Linked DNA regions of Triticum aestivum: region 1 is linked to region 2. A link is a contact called in public Hi-C data. All regions are on one chromosome and are shown on one strand. Each heading gives the region's core, a stretch centred on a gene start, on an enhancer-like site or on the middle of the called end of the contact. The rest is flanking DNA. Distances are from core to core; before and after follow the strand shown.

Region 1 (6,637 bases), core at 3,886-6,385, 730 kb before region 2:
CTCACTTTTTTTCTTTCCGAGTATAAAGCATATTCTATTTAGTTGAACAGACTCCGTGGTGCAGGTTACGAGTTATCCTGTTCTCTGAAACCTGGTCCGTTGTTTTAGATATTTTTGCGCCTCTTGGTGTTACTTTCTTCTATTTAGAATAGAAAAGCGGGATGTCCTGCGTTTTCACTTTCACTCCACTGATTGGGCTGCGCGCGACATGTCAAACCAGCAAGGCTGTAGAGTTTGTACGACCTGGGTCCAGAATCTCGACACGTTCGACCCCTTGCGTTTTATCCGAGAGGAACACGACATGTTTTAATGAAAAGAACCGGTCCTGAGAGGAACAAAAGAAGACTGTAGCCTGACATGAACAACGTATGTTGCCGCCACCATCAGTTTGCCATTCCAGAAGGGTGTTAGCACGTGTCCAAGAAGGAAAGAAAAAGACCTTAGGTTGGATAGCATGTTCCTGACAAAAGATAATAACAAGAGTCCGAGGATACTTACAGTACATGTGTACTGACGTACTCCGTTCCACTCTTTACTGCCGGGATTTGATCAGCCCTAGACATGGCACTCAAAAAACTTGGTTGAAAATCTTGGTTCTGCCTGCCATGTACTACGTCTAAACACTAGTCTGACTTTTTCTGTTGTTTTTCATAAATAAATTTGCATATACGTATCTTGTAGGTAGGCTATAGAGTTGAAAGGAGGAGGAAATTTTAGGGAACATTGTGTAGACATCAAGTATGAAACTCGTCGTCAACTAGCGAAGCAGCATATTTAAAACTGCTAGTACTACTATATCTGAGGGATATATATTTTAGAGCCCGGATAAATTTTTGCCACGGCATAATTTTAACCTGCCAAACTCGTAATAACTGTATGAAATTTGCTCATTTGTATTCTGTGGACGGGAGCGACGGGGAGATGGGGGATCCGATTCGATTCTACTGGCTGGGTTCCCCCACAAGGCTAGGCGATCCCAGAGTTGAGTGCCGTCAATCTGCTAAACAGCTTTTAGCTTATCTCTCTAGGAGGTAGCTAGATCTAGGCCCCTCCTAGCCGAGCGTGCCTGCTTGCTTTCGAATCAGGAACTCGTGTGTTCGGGCATCAGAACGGAGCTGCAAATCGTACCGCTGCGACTGTACACTGTCAAATTGCACTTGCGGCCCTAAATGGAACGATCCACTGGTTCTGCACTAGAGCTTACACCAACCATTTGTCGGCATAATAAGAAAAGGAGAAAAAAAAAAGTTACCGTCAATGAGGACATCCTCCTCAGGCCGTTTCTGTTGCGACAGAAACAACTGATTTGATAACCCAACACCGGTGAAAAAACATGTAGCACGATACGCAAAAGAGACTGATGCCCCATCACATTCACCGGTGACGACATGGCCAGCAAAACGCAAAGCAAAGAAGACCGGCTTGGGGGAAAAAAACGGCGCGGTGATTCTGAAAAGCACAGAGGCTAGACTCGCCTGAGGATAGTTTGGCCGAAGTATATTGACCGATAGCAACAGGCCGAAACTAAAAAACACCTTTCACTTGCCCCTTCGCTGTCCCAGTCTCACAGCCTTTCCTTTTCCGAAGCAATCCTGCGTCGGCAATTTGGCACCACAAGCTACCACTAGCAAAGGCAACTAACCAAACCGCTCTACTTACCCCTACTGCTGCTGTTACCACCTCGTCGCATCTCGACAGGAACAGGCCACAAAGGTCACAAAGATCAAATTCTCTCTATAGTAATAGCTTTTAATTTAGACAGGAGAGGGGGGTGGGGAGACGGAAGATCTATGTACAGGTTCTGCAGCTTACATGCACGGTTCTAGCTTTCCTACCACCACCACCCAACACAACACAGCAGCTGAAAGAATGGATGAGCCAAAGCACAAAAGCCCCCTAAGGTTTACAAAAAAGAGAACCTCACAGGATCGTGCGGCCGTTGGTCTTTCTCTGTGCCTCCTCCCATGGAGAGGGCGGCTGTGCGGCAGACCCCATGTCCAGCTCTCCTCCCACCATCAATGCCGGTAGGCCACCGCTGGCCGTGGAGCCGCCCATGGTCCCTCCGATGCCAAGCCCAAGGAAGTCCAGAGTGGCAGGCTTGGGACCGAACAGTGGTGATTGCCCCATCATCAAATCTGGCAACCTTGGATTTGAACCTTCATAGGCGAGACCAAGTCCAAGGCTACCAGATACCATCGGCCCAGGCTCCATATCCATTAGCTGGTTATGATTATTGCTCCTTTGGTGCCATTGCTGTGGATTGCTATCAACGAACCTTCCCCCCTGAGGTAGCTTGGCCTGCGGTGAGTTGTCGATGTACCTTCCTTGTGGTAGCCTGGATTGTGGCAAGCCATCGATGTACATTCCTTGAGGCAACCTTCCTGGTGTCGAATAATCAGGGAACCTTCCATGAGGTAGATTGGATGGTGGCGAGTTGATGAAGAACCTTCCTTGAGTTGGATTGGATGGTTGCGAGTTATCAAAGAACCTTCCTTGAGACAGATTTGATGCTGGCGAGTTGTCGAAGAACCTTCCTTGAGGTAGCAGTTGCTGGGATGGCAGTGAGGTATCCATGAATCTCCCTTGAGATAGCTTGGATGGCATCGAGTTATTGATGTACCTGTCTTGAGGTAATCGAAATTGTGTTGAGCTGTCGATGAACCTGTCTTGAGGTAACCGGGATTGTGTCGAGCTGCTCTCGATGAACCTGTCTTGAGGTAACCGGGATTGTGTTGAGCTGCTCTCGATGAACCTGTCTTGAGGTAACCGGGATTGTGTTGAGATGCTGTCGATGAACCTGTCTTGAGGTGACCGGGACTGTGTTGAGATGCTGTCGATGAACCTGTCTTGAGGTGACCGGGATTGTGTTGAGATGCTGTCGATGAGCCTGTCTTGAGGTAACCGGGATTGCGTTGAGCTGCTCTCGATGAACCTTCCTTGGGGCTGCTGGGATTGCGTTGAGCTGCTCTCGATGAACCTTCCTTGAGGTGGCCTGGATGGGGTTGATGAGGAGGAACTTGCAAGACCAAACTCCTTCAAGAAAGATGTGCCTGCTTGCGAAGCTCCAGCCTCAGCAGCCTTCTGCAGGAGTGCAGTCGCAGATATGTGCGGTGCTGGTGGTGGAGCAAAGGTGCCGGGGTTGCTTGCATCTGTCTGTGGGAACAGAGATGATGGTGTACCGATTGCAAGGCAAAGGAAGGTGGGATCAACACCTATAAGATCACGCAGCGATCTACTCTGGGGAGTGGTGCTTGTTGTGGCTGATGCAAACAGCCCCGCAAATGTGCTAGTCGTCGTTGCTGGCGCAATGGAATTGGATGCACTGCTGACTGTGCCACAACTGGTGCTGCTGCCACCTGTACCAATGGCATCCGAGGGCGAGGGGAGGAAACAAGGAGGCATCGGGGTATCATTATCTGGCAAGTTGGAGTCTTCTAGTTCAGCGACGTCGTACTTATCGGCTTCCTGGAAGCAAACATCTTCATCTCGCTTATCCTCCTCCTCTTGCTTGATATCCACAATTGGCTCCACAACCACCACTGGCTCTGTAACATATAGGCACAGTACGGAAGAACAAGTCACTCATCATTGTTGCCTAAATGATCATAAGACTAGCTAAATTGGGAAAGAAACAAGACTCATGTATTCCTTTTCTTGTTACAGTAATAACAAATAAAGATGGATTTAGGGAGAATGACTTTGCTATAAATCTAACATAGTCTATGAATAGATAGTAAGACAAACACATTGCAAAATGCAAAAGAAGCATACCATCCAAATTTGGCACAACTGCCACCATTGGCTGCTGCTCCTGTGGCGCTGGAGATGGCGGCGTTGGAGATGGCGACGACGGAATCCGCTGCGGCTGTGGCTCCTCCATTGCTGCCTCAACGTGCTGCGGCTCATCCACCTCGGCCACGGCAGAAGTCTCATTTTCATCTTCTCCCCCCTTGTCCCCCTCATCCTCCTTTTCCTTGTGCTTATCCACATTCTCCTCTTCTTTCTCCTTGTCCTTGTCCACATTCTCCTCAACCTCCTCCAAATCAGGTGGCCGAGGCGAAGGCGGCGCCGGAACAGCGAGCACTCTGCCGGTCTCCTCCACGAGAGCGCCACAGAAAGCGCGATGTGTCACGAAACTGTCTCTCCTGAATCAAGCCAGCACGCCGACTGATGAATGAAACAAAAGCACAAACATTTGCCCTTCAAAGGGAAGGAAAAGGGACCATCGAAATTGGGGGGAACCGAGCTGGAAGCAGTACCTGGTGAAGAGTGTGCCGCAGTCACAGCGATACTCGCGGGTGCCGCAGGTCTTGGCATGGGCCTTGAGGTCGGCCTGGACGGCGTAGCGCTTGCCGCAGCGTGGGCAGGCCCATCGCTTCTCGCCGTGCTTGCGGCAGAAGTGCTTCTTGATGCCCGTGAGGTCCCCGAGCGCGCGGGCGGGGGAGTGGTGCACGCAGCCGGGCTCCGGGCAGACGTAGACCCTCCGGCGCGGCGGCGCCGCCCCGGGGCCGCGCTGGCGCAGCCGCCACGGAAGGTTGTGGCCCCGGCGGTGGAGCTGCAGGTTCTGGTCCCTCTGGAAGCCCTTGCCGCACACCTCGCACACGAACCGGTTGGTCGCCATGAGCGTCCCCGGCGACAGCGCGATCACCTCCGCGTCCGGATCTGCACAAGCACACGGAAACCGACCACCATCAGACCAAGAAAGCTCGCGCGAGCCGTACCAACCACCCCGCAAAACCCGAAGCGCGCGCTCTCGCCTGGCGTCCCGGGGAGGTTCCTCTTCTTCTTGGGCGGCGCCGGCGTCGCGGCCGCCTCCGGCTGCTCCGGCTCCGTCGGATTGGGCGGCATCCCCGGTCGATCTGGCGCCGCGGCCGCCGCTCCGCTCAGCTCACAGCCCTCCAGCTGCTCCTTATCGGCGCGCAGACCCGCGTCAGCGAACGGAGCGCGCGGCGGCGGCGGAGGCGGTGGACGGAGGATTTTTTTTTTCTCTCCCTCTCTCCTCCTTTCTTCGCTTCTTCTCTCGCTGGCTGGCTGGCTTGGCTTGTCTTGCTTTCGATTGGGGGTTGGGGGTGTGGGGAGATGGATGGGAGTCAGAGCGGCCGCGGCATCGGGATGAGGCGTTGGCGTTGGCGTTGGCGTTGCGGTGCTCGCTCGGGTGGGGTGGGGTGGGGTGGTGTGTACCGCGCGGTGGTGCCAATCCGGCACGTTGGCTTTTGGGTGCGGGGTGGGTAGCGTCCCCTCGCCGCCGTCGGATTCCGCGCCGTGATTCGTGCGCACGTGGCCTCGCCCTGCCGTTTACTGCCCTGCGGGGACACCCTTTTTGGTGGCTAGCTTGCCCCCTTTTAAATCCAGCCCCACACCCCGAGAAAAATCGCCCGTGTCCAATCGCCTCCATCACTCTGCCCTCTCTCCCCTCAATTCCACGTACCCTACGTATGGTCGACCAGCTGATACCGCCGCAAGTACTGTACAAGTACCACCAGTACTAGTACAATTATGTTATACACCAATGGGATGCTGCTACCACTACTTGGTTCTACTGCAAAAATAAATACTCCCTCCGTCCGCGAATAAGTGTACTTCTAGCTTTTGTCTTAAGTCAAAGTTTTAAAACTTTGACCAACTTTATGGAAAAAAGTAGCAGCATTTATGACACTAAATTAGTATCACTAGATCTGTTTTGAAATGTATTTTCATAATATATCAATTTGATATCATATATGTTACTACTTTTTTGTATATAGTTGGTCAAAGTTTTAAAACTTTGACTTAGGACAAAAGCTAGAAGTATCGCGGACGGAGGGAGTAACTACTACTTGGTTCCTCGGAGAAATGGGATGCTTTATTGGAACGGATTTTAATCGTCAGGTGAGCGAAGCCGAAGATGTCTGCGGCCAGGACGGAAAAGGAGGGGGGGTCGTGTCGTGTCCAGCGAAGGGAAATGGAACGCGGTGGCCAGCGGTTGGATCTCCCCGGCCGGAGTCGATAAGGGCGGAAAGCGATGCTGGCCCCAGCTAAGCTAGCGCGGCTGCTCAGAGATCGCCGTTATCCACATGGCGGTGGGGGTTGTCGTGTCGCCCCGCCCCCCGCCCTCGCCTCGGGCCACGGCACGCCACGGCAGGCAGTAACGGACGCGCTCGCCCGCGCGCCACCGCCAACGGAAGCCGCCGCGCTGCGCTGCGGCCATACGTATACGCGCGACGGCGCGGGCGTACGTATTCGCGCGCAACGGACTGGAAAGAAGTCGGCGAGCGAGCGTATTGCCCCACGCTGTCGAGGCGGACTAGTCGCCCTGCGACGGGGTGACGGGGGCACGGGGCCCCTCCGCCCTCTGGGCGACTGGGGCGGATAGTAAACTCGTGAGCTAGAGCTTGTTTCTTCCAAAGGTGGACTACCAATAAAAAAGGTTCACTTTTACGTGTTGGTAGCTGTTGTTTTTCCGCCTAGGTTTCGTGCCGATGGGGGAGGATATTTTAGGTGCCGTCGCCTAGACCCACCTCCTGCGTGGTGCGTGTTGGATCTATCACCGCGTACGGAGGCCAAAGCAGGCAAGCGACGGTGACACTTGCCGGCAATGCCATGGGAATGGGTGCCGTTTTGGTGAACGTTTTATTCTTCTACTTCTTTTCGCGGGGGC
Region 2 (7,617 bases), core at 2,991-5,490:
TATATCCGGGACTCCTCGTCAAGTCCGTGATCACATCCCGGACTCCGAACAACCTTCGGTGCATCAAAATATATAAACTCATAATGAAACTGTCATCGTAATGTTAAGCGTGCGGACCCTACGGGTTCGAGAACAATGTAGACATGACCGAGACACGTCTCCGGTCAATAACCAATAGCGGAACCTGGATGCTCATATTGGCTCCTACATATTCTACGAAGATCTTTATCGGTCAGACCGCATAACAACATACGTTGTTCCCTTTGTCATCGGTATGTTACTTGCCCGAGATTTGATCGTCGGTATCTCAATACCTAGTTCAATCTCGTTACCGGCAAGTCTCTTTACTCGTTCTGTAATACATCATCTTGCAACTAACTTATTAGTTGCATTGCTTGCAAGGCTTAAGTGATGTGTATTACCAAGAGGGCCCAGAGATACCTCTCCGACAATCGGAGCGACAAATCCTAATCTCGAAATACGCCAACCCAACATGTACCTTTGGAGACACCTGTAGAGCACCTTTATAATCACCCAGTTACGTTATGACGTTTAGTAGCACACAAAGTGTTCCTCCAGTAAACGGGAGTTGCATAATCTCATAGTCATAGGAACATGTATAAGTCATGAAGAAAGCAATAGCAACATACTAAACGGTTGGGTGCTAAGCTAATGGAATGGGTCATGTCAATCACATCATTCTCCTAATGATGTGATCCTGTTAATCAAATGACAACTCATGTCTATGGTTAGGAAACATAACCATCTTCGATTAACGAGCTAGTCAAGTAGAGGCATACTCGTGACACTTTGTTTGTCTATGTATTCACACAAGTATTGTGTTTCCGGTTAATACAATTCTAGCATGAATAATAAACATTTATCATGATATGAGGAAATAAATAATAACTTTATTATTGCCTCTAGGGCATATTTCCTTCAGTTGCGGCCAACTCTCTTTCTCGGCCAAGTAGAAGTGCACGGCTGCTCTGAGGATGCTTGCACTTGGTACTGCTGCAGATGTCGTTGGTGAGATGGTCAGGATGGGGGAGAGCACATGCTTGAAGACTGCTGTCAAGTTTGCTCGCGTTGTGGTGAAGGTGTTTGGACCTAAGTATCTCAGAAAACCAAATGCGAGGACACGAAGAAGTTGTTGGCTATTGGAGAGGCAAGGGGGTTTTCAGGAATGCTCGGATCAATTGATTGCATGATTGGCAATGGAAGAACCACCCCAAAGGTTTACGGGGAATGTATCAAGGTCACACCAGAGAGGCCACCATCATACTAGAAGCAGTGGCATCACATGACTTATGGATTTGGCATCTTTCTTTGGAATGTCGGGTTCTCACAACAAAATCAACGTGCTTCAACGATCTCCGGTGTTCATGGGACTTTGCAATGGGGAATCACCGTCGTGCAACTACACCATCAACGACCGAGAGTACAACATGGGATACTCGATGGTATTTATCCTCAGTGGTCGGCGTTTGTGAAGACCATATCCAAACCGCATGGCAATGAACAGAGCCACTTTACAACAATGCAGGAAGCGACTAGGAAGGATGTGGAGAGGGCATTTGGTGTGCTTTAGGCTGGTTGGGGAATTGTGCAGAGCGATGCAATGATGTGGGGATCAGATACTTTGTGGCAGCTGATGACATGTTGTGTTACTCTGCACTATATGATTGTCGAGGATGATGGTGATGTTGTAGCCCAAACACATGATCTCGAAGCACCTGGAGAACAAGTTGAAATCCCGGAAGATCAAGATGCGACTCAGCTTATGAACTTTCTGCATATGCATCAGAATCTTCGAGATCAGCAGGTACACACGCAGCTACTCAATGATCTTGTGGAGCACATGTGGACCCACAATGGCAACCAAGGAGCCAATGATTGTGTTTGACACTTAAAATAAATTTTATATAAACATTATCTATGCTTTGTATCAACATTTTCTATTTACGTGTGACATTGGCTTGTATGATCGACGTGCATGTATTTACATGGATTTGAGAGTCCGAATTTGAGATATGTGGATACCGGGACGAGAATATGATGGCCCGTCAGGATACACCCGTGGACATGTCCGGGCGTGTACACGGATGTATAGGGGCCGGATTTGTCAAGTCCGGCTGTAGATGCTCTTATAGGTAAATTAATTGTGGGAGAATGAGACTTTGTGTAACCGTGTCATTTGTAACACCTAAAGGATGAGGCAAATCTCTCTCTCATTTGGATCCATGCATGTATGTCTACTTGCACTGTTGAACGATCTGTTCTTTCTGGGTTCCAGGGTTCCAGCTCTCCACGCTCAGAGTCACACGTTCCCCATTTGCTCGTGGTCCTCTCTCTCCGCCAAAGATCTTTTCTGCTCTACCCCTCAAAAAAAAAGATCTTTTCTGCTCCTCTCTCGCCGTGCGGCACCGCCATTCCAAGGGGACGAAAGGCTTCCACCTGCGCTCCTAGATTTGTTATTAAAAGCCAACCAACGGGGAACCGAGAGTAAATCTTTGCATCAATCGCCACCCCAGACTAGAACGAAAGGCAGAAACAATTTCGCATGGCCGTGACTGTAACCGTACTACTAGTGTCTAATCGCTATTTGAAATATATACGAGTATAAACGGGAGACACCTTCCACAAAAATATAATCAGCTCCCGGACGAAAAGGAAAGGCTGGCCGCTACGGCCAAGCAGCTGGAGACAAACGAGCCATACGCAACAATTCAATCATTCACGGGGAGCCTCCTCTCCTGTCCTGGGGAAGCGAAAAGAAACCATTCGTTCGGTGGAACCCATCATCCTGCAGTCCCCGGCCCGGCCCCTTGGGTGAAAGTGAAAAGGAAGTCGTTTCCACGCAAGAGAAGCCTCAAGCAACTGATCATTGACCAACACGCACTGCCGCTGGTATCCAGCTATAACCATCCGTGGCGTGAAAAGCGAACTGTTGCACTTGCACATGAACAGCACTTGGTAATCCTTTCCTTGTGCTTCGTCCATGGTTCCACCTTAGCATCCTTGTGCGGTTAGCTCTTTCGGTTCAGTTTCACCAGGATCCGATCGTTCATCAGGATCTCGTGCGATCCGGAGATATGCAGGCGAGCTGAGCATGAATGGCAAAGTCACAGCTACACAAGGATCGGCGTCGACGTCAGGTAAGCCGGACAAGGACAACCGTCTCTAACCGAAACTCTCAACAGAAACTGCGATCAGCCAGTCAGAACAGCGAGCCGCGGTGCGAGTCCTTGCCAAGACGAGAGAACGGCCGGGTCGTTGCTCCGTGAGATCACCAGAGTACCGTAGAATCGCCGTGCAGCCACCGGCCGTCGCCTAAGATCGGCACCAGCCCGCCGCAAGACCAGACCGGCGCCGCCGTTTTCTGGGTTGTTACATTCTGGAATGTTCCACATGTGAAAGATGACTGGACGGTGTTGGGTAAACTGCTACTCGTACTTAGGCTGCTGCTAATGGACGGTGTTCATTTAGCCTAGATACCTTGAACCAACAGCACCGGCTGTCTGGTGTGCCGATGCTGATGCATCTGGTCAATGGCAACAGCACCACGGGTGTCTCCAGTGGAAGAATCTCGCGGCTACAGTCTAATGCTCCTTTTTTTTGCGGCTACAGTATAATGCAATAAGGCAGGAAGAGGTTACGATTCAAAAGTAGGAAAGACATCACGTAATCTAACCTAAGTAGACCGATAACAACGGGTAGATCAGCCAAGTGGCAAGCACAAAAGCTTTGCACCGGTGAGTGCAGTGAGAAGAAGCTTTTCTTCAGACTCATTTTAATTAATGAATTAAATAAAACTTTGTGCGGCCGGTGTGGATCAAGGCAAGAGCTAATTGACAATGGAGATGTCGGAGATCTTTCGAATGATCATGGATCTGCGATAATGACCGTCCACTTGTGCGGACCCCCCAGCCTCCCCAACAAGGTAATCTGCAACAATAAAGGATAACACAAATAACGTATACATATTCGCTAGATCCTGGAATGGCTCTGGCCGCCGGGGGCCAAGGTGATGGAGGTAGTACCAGACTGGAGAGGGACAGGGCACCATTGTGGCATTGTGTCACTTGTTGAAATGAGACGGGAATCGATGCCGCGGATTTTTTGGCAAATAATAAAATGCACTTCGGGTTCGAGAGGGGCGCCTGTATGTGTGGCCCGTGATGCTGTTGCGTGGCCGTACGACATGGAGGAGGGAGGGTAGGGTAGGGTACGGGGCAGGGCCGGGCAGGAAGAGGCCGGACCGAGTGAAGGGCCCGGATAAGAAAACAGCTCGGACGATTGGGTGTATTGGTGGGGCTGGGTCCCATCTGTCCGCGACCCTTTGCCAGAACATTTTGAATGGTTTTCGATGCGTCGCCGAGTGTAGCCAAAAGCTGACAGATGAGATATTCGTTGGGGATAGATTTTCTTTACAAGGGGATTCGTCGAGACATATGGGTCCGTACCAGTGGTGAAGGAGGCAGCCTGGCGTTGTCGGCCAGTCAATTCCTTATTTGACTAGGCCCTTCAAGTGTCCTGGGGCTTTTTGGCGAAAAATACTTTCCAGGTATGGTTTCTGTCTCCAACCCCACTCTCCAGGCACTCTTGAAATGCAACCCTCGACAACAAACGATTCATCATGGCAGACGCAGCACAAACATAAAAACAGACACGATTCGAAAAGAGCGTCCGTATATGTACAAGGCCCAGATGGCCAAACGACCATACTCTACTACTCCCTCCCGTCCATACTAAATTGTCGCTGATTTAGTACATGTATCTACAACTACTTCTAGCTTTGACGAGTTTGCTCAAAAATATTTAGCGAGTTTCAGCTGGCTAATACAGTGTAATAAGCCACATACAACAACAGATATGCTGCAAGGGAAGAAATAAAGAACGACAGGTATGCATGGCTGCCCTAAGATCTGCAGGTGCGGTATACCTCACCGCGCATCACATCAACTGGCCCATGATCATGTGCATAGCGATCCGGGCCAAGATACGCGCCAGTCTTCTCCAGGAGGGCCAAGGCCTCCTCCCTGCCGTGCTTTGAGGAGTAAAGGTTCAAGTATTCAATGTCCTACGTTACAAAAATCATCAAGAAACAAGTGTTAGCTGCTGTAAGTTTCAGACAGCTCATAGTTATCTACTAGAAATCGGTGAAAGGCTGGAAGAATTCATTTGGTTATGTAACCAATCTAGCCAAAAGTTGTGCCCTTGAAAAACAAAAGGCAAGGTGAACTGGTGAAATAGGACAAAAATGAACTACTCCGTTCCAAATATAAGATGTTTTGGATATTTCAATATGGACTACCTACCGACTGAAACGAGTGAACAAACACACTAAAATGCGTCTATATACATCCGAATCAGAAAAAAGTTAAAAAAATCTTATAATAGTGAATGGCGGGAGTAGCATTTTCAAAAAACAAAAACAGAAAGTATCACCTGCATGCCACTGAGAATGCGTTCAATCCTGAGGGACGCAACTGGTTCCTTTGACGAAGAAAACACCTCGCCAGGGTAAAACAGAACCCCGTCGCCTGGAGGAAGGCCGCGTCGGAAACAGATCTGCAGCCACACATGACACAAGTTTGAGAATAAGATTAAACATAATATACCAAGTAAACAAAAACAGTCTACATTTGAAATGCAAAATAAACATTGAAGTCGGAATAACGATGCCAGATACCTGAATTAACAGGAAATGGTATATTTAAAGCACTAAATCATGTAACAATACAGATGCTGAAAGTTCAGCTTAAGATTAAATGAAGGGAGTATAACATAAGACAATCTCAAACCAAGAATATCATCCACAGATACACTAAAATAAGAGTTACTAGATACATCTCTATTAGACTTCTAGTCTTAATTTAGTAAGAAAACTATCTTATCACTTTCTTACACATTTATACTCCCTCCGTAAAGAAATATAAGAGTGTTTAGATTACTACTTTAATGATCTAAACACTCTTATATTTCATTACAGAGGGAGTACTTGTTACTCAATAGCAAATATGCTGTATGCATATAAGTTCAACATTCAAACCCATGTACAGGTAATATTTCTTGAAAATACCGTAAAATTTTAAAATACGAGCACCAAATACAATAAATTTTAATTATTCCGAATGAAGTTCATAGATGGGAACATAAAATGGGACAGTGCTGAAGATATATGCAACTAATCACAATCATATTTCATGCAAGTCAACTACCTCCATGTCTACCAACAAAAAATGAATGTGAACTTGAAACTTCCATGAGCAAACAAGCATCCTAAATCATGTTTTCTTGCTTACAATGCAACACAAACATTTTTTTTAACCTATAACATGCCAGGCATATCTCCTTTTCATTTCTCCCAACACAAAATGAATCTAATGGAACTTTTGAAGAGATATTTGATGGGTTAGGAACAACCTCCAAAAAGTACTTGGAATTTTTGTCAATTGGTGCTTGAACAAGGGTTTGGTACTTGAACCAGGGGATTTTTCAAACTTACACCCCACATGTCACCGCGAACAAAACTAGCAGGCAAAAAATGATCACACCCTTCATAGGTTAATGTCACCTCACTGTATCAAGAGGTTTTCCAATGTATAGCATACCTCGGCACTTGGAATCATAGCCTTCTCGTAGCAGTTGGTACCCCAGTAAAGAAATCCTGTGCCACCCTCCTTCCATGCTCTCCACATCACTGCCCGATGCTGAGTTCCGCGCATCCCAAGGTGCCAATTTGGTTGAGGATCAGAAGGCCCCATACAAACATATGTCCACCACTCCTAGATACGATTAAGATGGTTTCATCAAGATAAAGGTCACGAACTTAAAAACCAGAGAGATTCATATACTTGCATATCTGAGAGAAAAAATCATAAATAATAAAACCACTCTATAAGTCTATATGAGAGAGCCATAGAAAATGCCATTGACCAAGACATTTTTTTAAGGTACTCCCTCCGTCCGGAAATACTTGTCTTAGAAATGGTTGTATCTAGACTTATTTTACTTATAGATACATCCATTTTCAACCATTTCTAAGACAAGTATTTCCGGACGGAGGGAGTAGTTGACTATGAAACTTGAGGTGGTTCGTAATTAAAACAGTAGGCTTCATGCCGATTGGTGATCAAACAGCCTAAAATACAGATGCCAATAGTACTCAACCATATCATTAAACTTGTATAGAAAGGTCTGAACCTCTGACTGCACTGGAAACACACAAGAAATTCTTCACTGCATCATTGAGAAGAGAGGGATTTGACAAAAGAACCCAACATTAGTTGAGCTATTTCAATTTTTGGCCTCAGAGCACCACCAGTGCTGCCACTTGTGAGGATGGTGCGGCCCCACCGAAGCGTCCCGAAATTGAGATTTTGGCAGTGCTACTGAAAATCCTCCATCATCTGATTTTGTCGTGTGTGCGACGGTGGGCTAGTGTTGCTGCTGTTGGGATCGAGGCAAGTGGAGGAGACAACATAAGATGACTTTGACATGGTGGTGCTTCTCGGGCAGCCGGTCTCGAGCTCCGGGGTGAAAACCTTAGGTCTGACCCTACTTGGTTATACCTGGCAATGGCAGTGTTTTTACGCCGTTACCATGTTGATG

The links. Hi-C and Micro-C count contacts between places; a contact is called where the count stands out from the background.
Region 1: a Hi-C map of leaf shows a contact between it and region 2, with 5 times the contacts expected there. The contact joins the promoter of LOC123188114 here to the enhancer-like site in region 2. A contact is called at or near these places in 2 of 5 Hi-C or Micro-C datasets (both in leaf) and 1 of 1 datasets of contacts at active chromatin or transcription factors (leaf).

The regions. Positions count from the first base shown.
Region 1 is chr2A:156,618,794-156,625,430 of IWGSC CS RefSeq v2.1, reverse strand. LOC123188114 (zinc finger protein ENHYDROUS) reads right to left here and starts at 5,135. Exons shown (of 4, transcript XM_044600156.1): 1 at 4,758-5,135; 2 at 4,260-4,662; 3 at 3,772-4,145; 4 at 1,715-3,545. The coding sequence starts at 4,848. The coding sequence ends at 1,921.
Region 2 is chr2A:155,883,119-155,890,735 of IWGSC CS RefSeq v2.1, reverse strand. It overlaps LOC123188112, which reads right to left. Exons shown (of 16, transcript XM_044600151.1): 14 at 6,618-6,791; 15 at 5,452-5,574; 16 at 4,657-5,083. The coding sequence ends at 4,922. Among protein-coding and RNA genes, the nearest start is that of LOC123188112, 13 kb to the right of the region's middle. Within about 2 kb of position 4,240, at least 8 of the 8 cell types and tissues checked have an H3K27ac peak or open chromatin away from gene starts, as enhancers often do. A contact at or near this core is called in leaf, where this site is marked.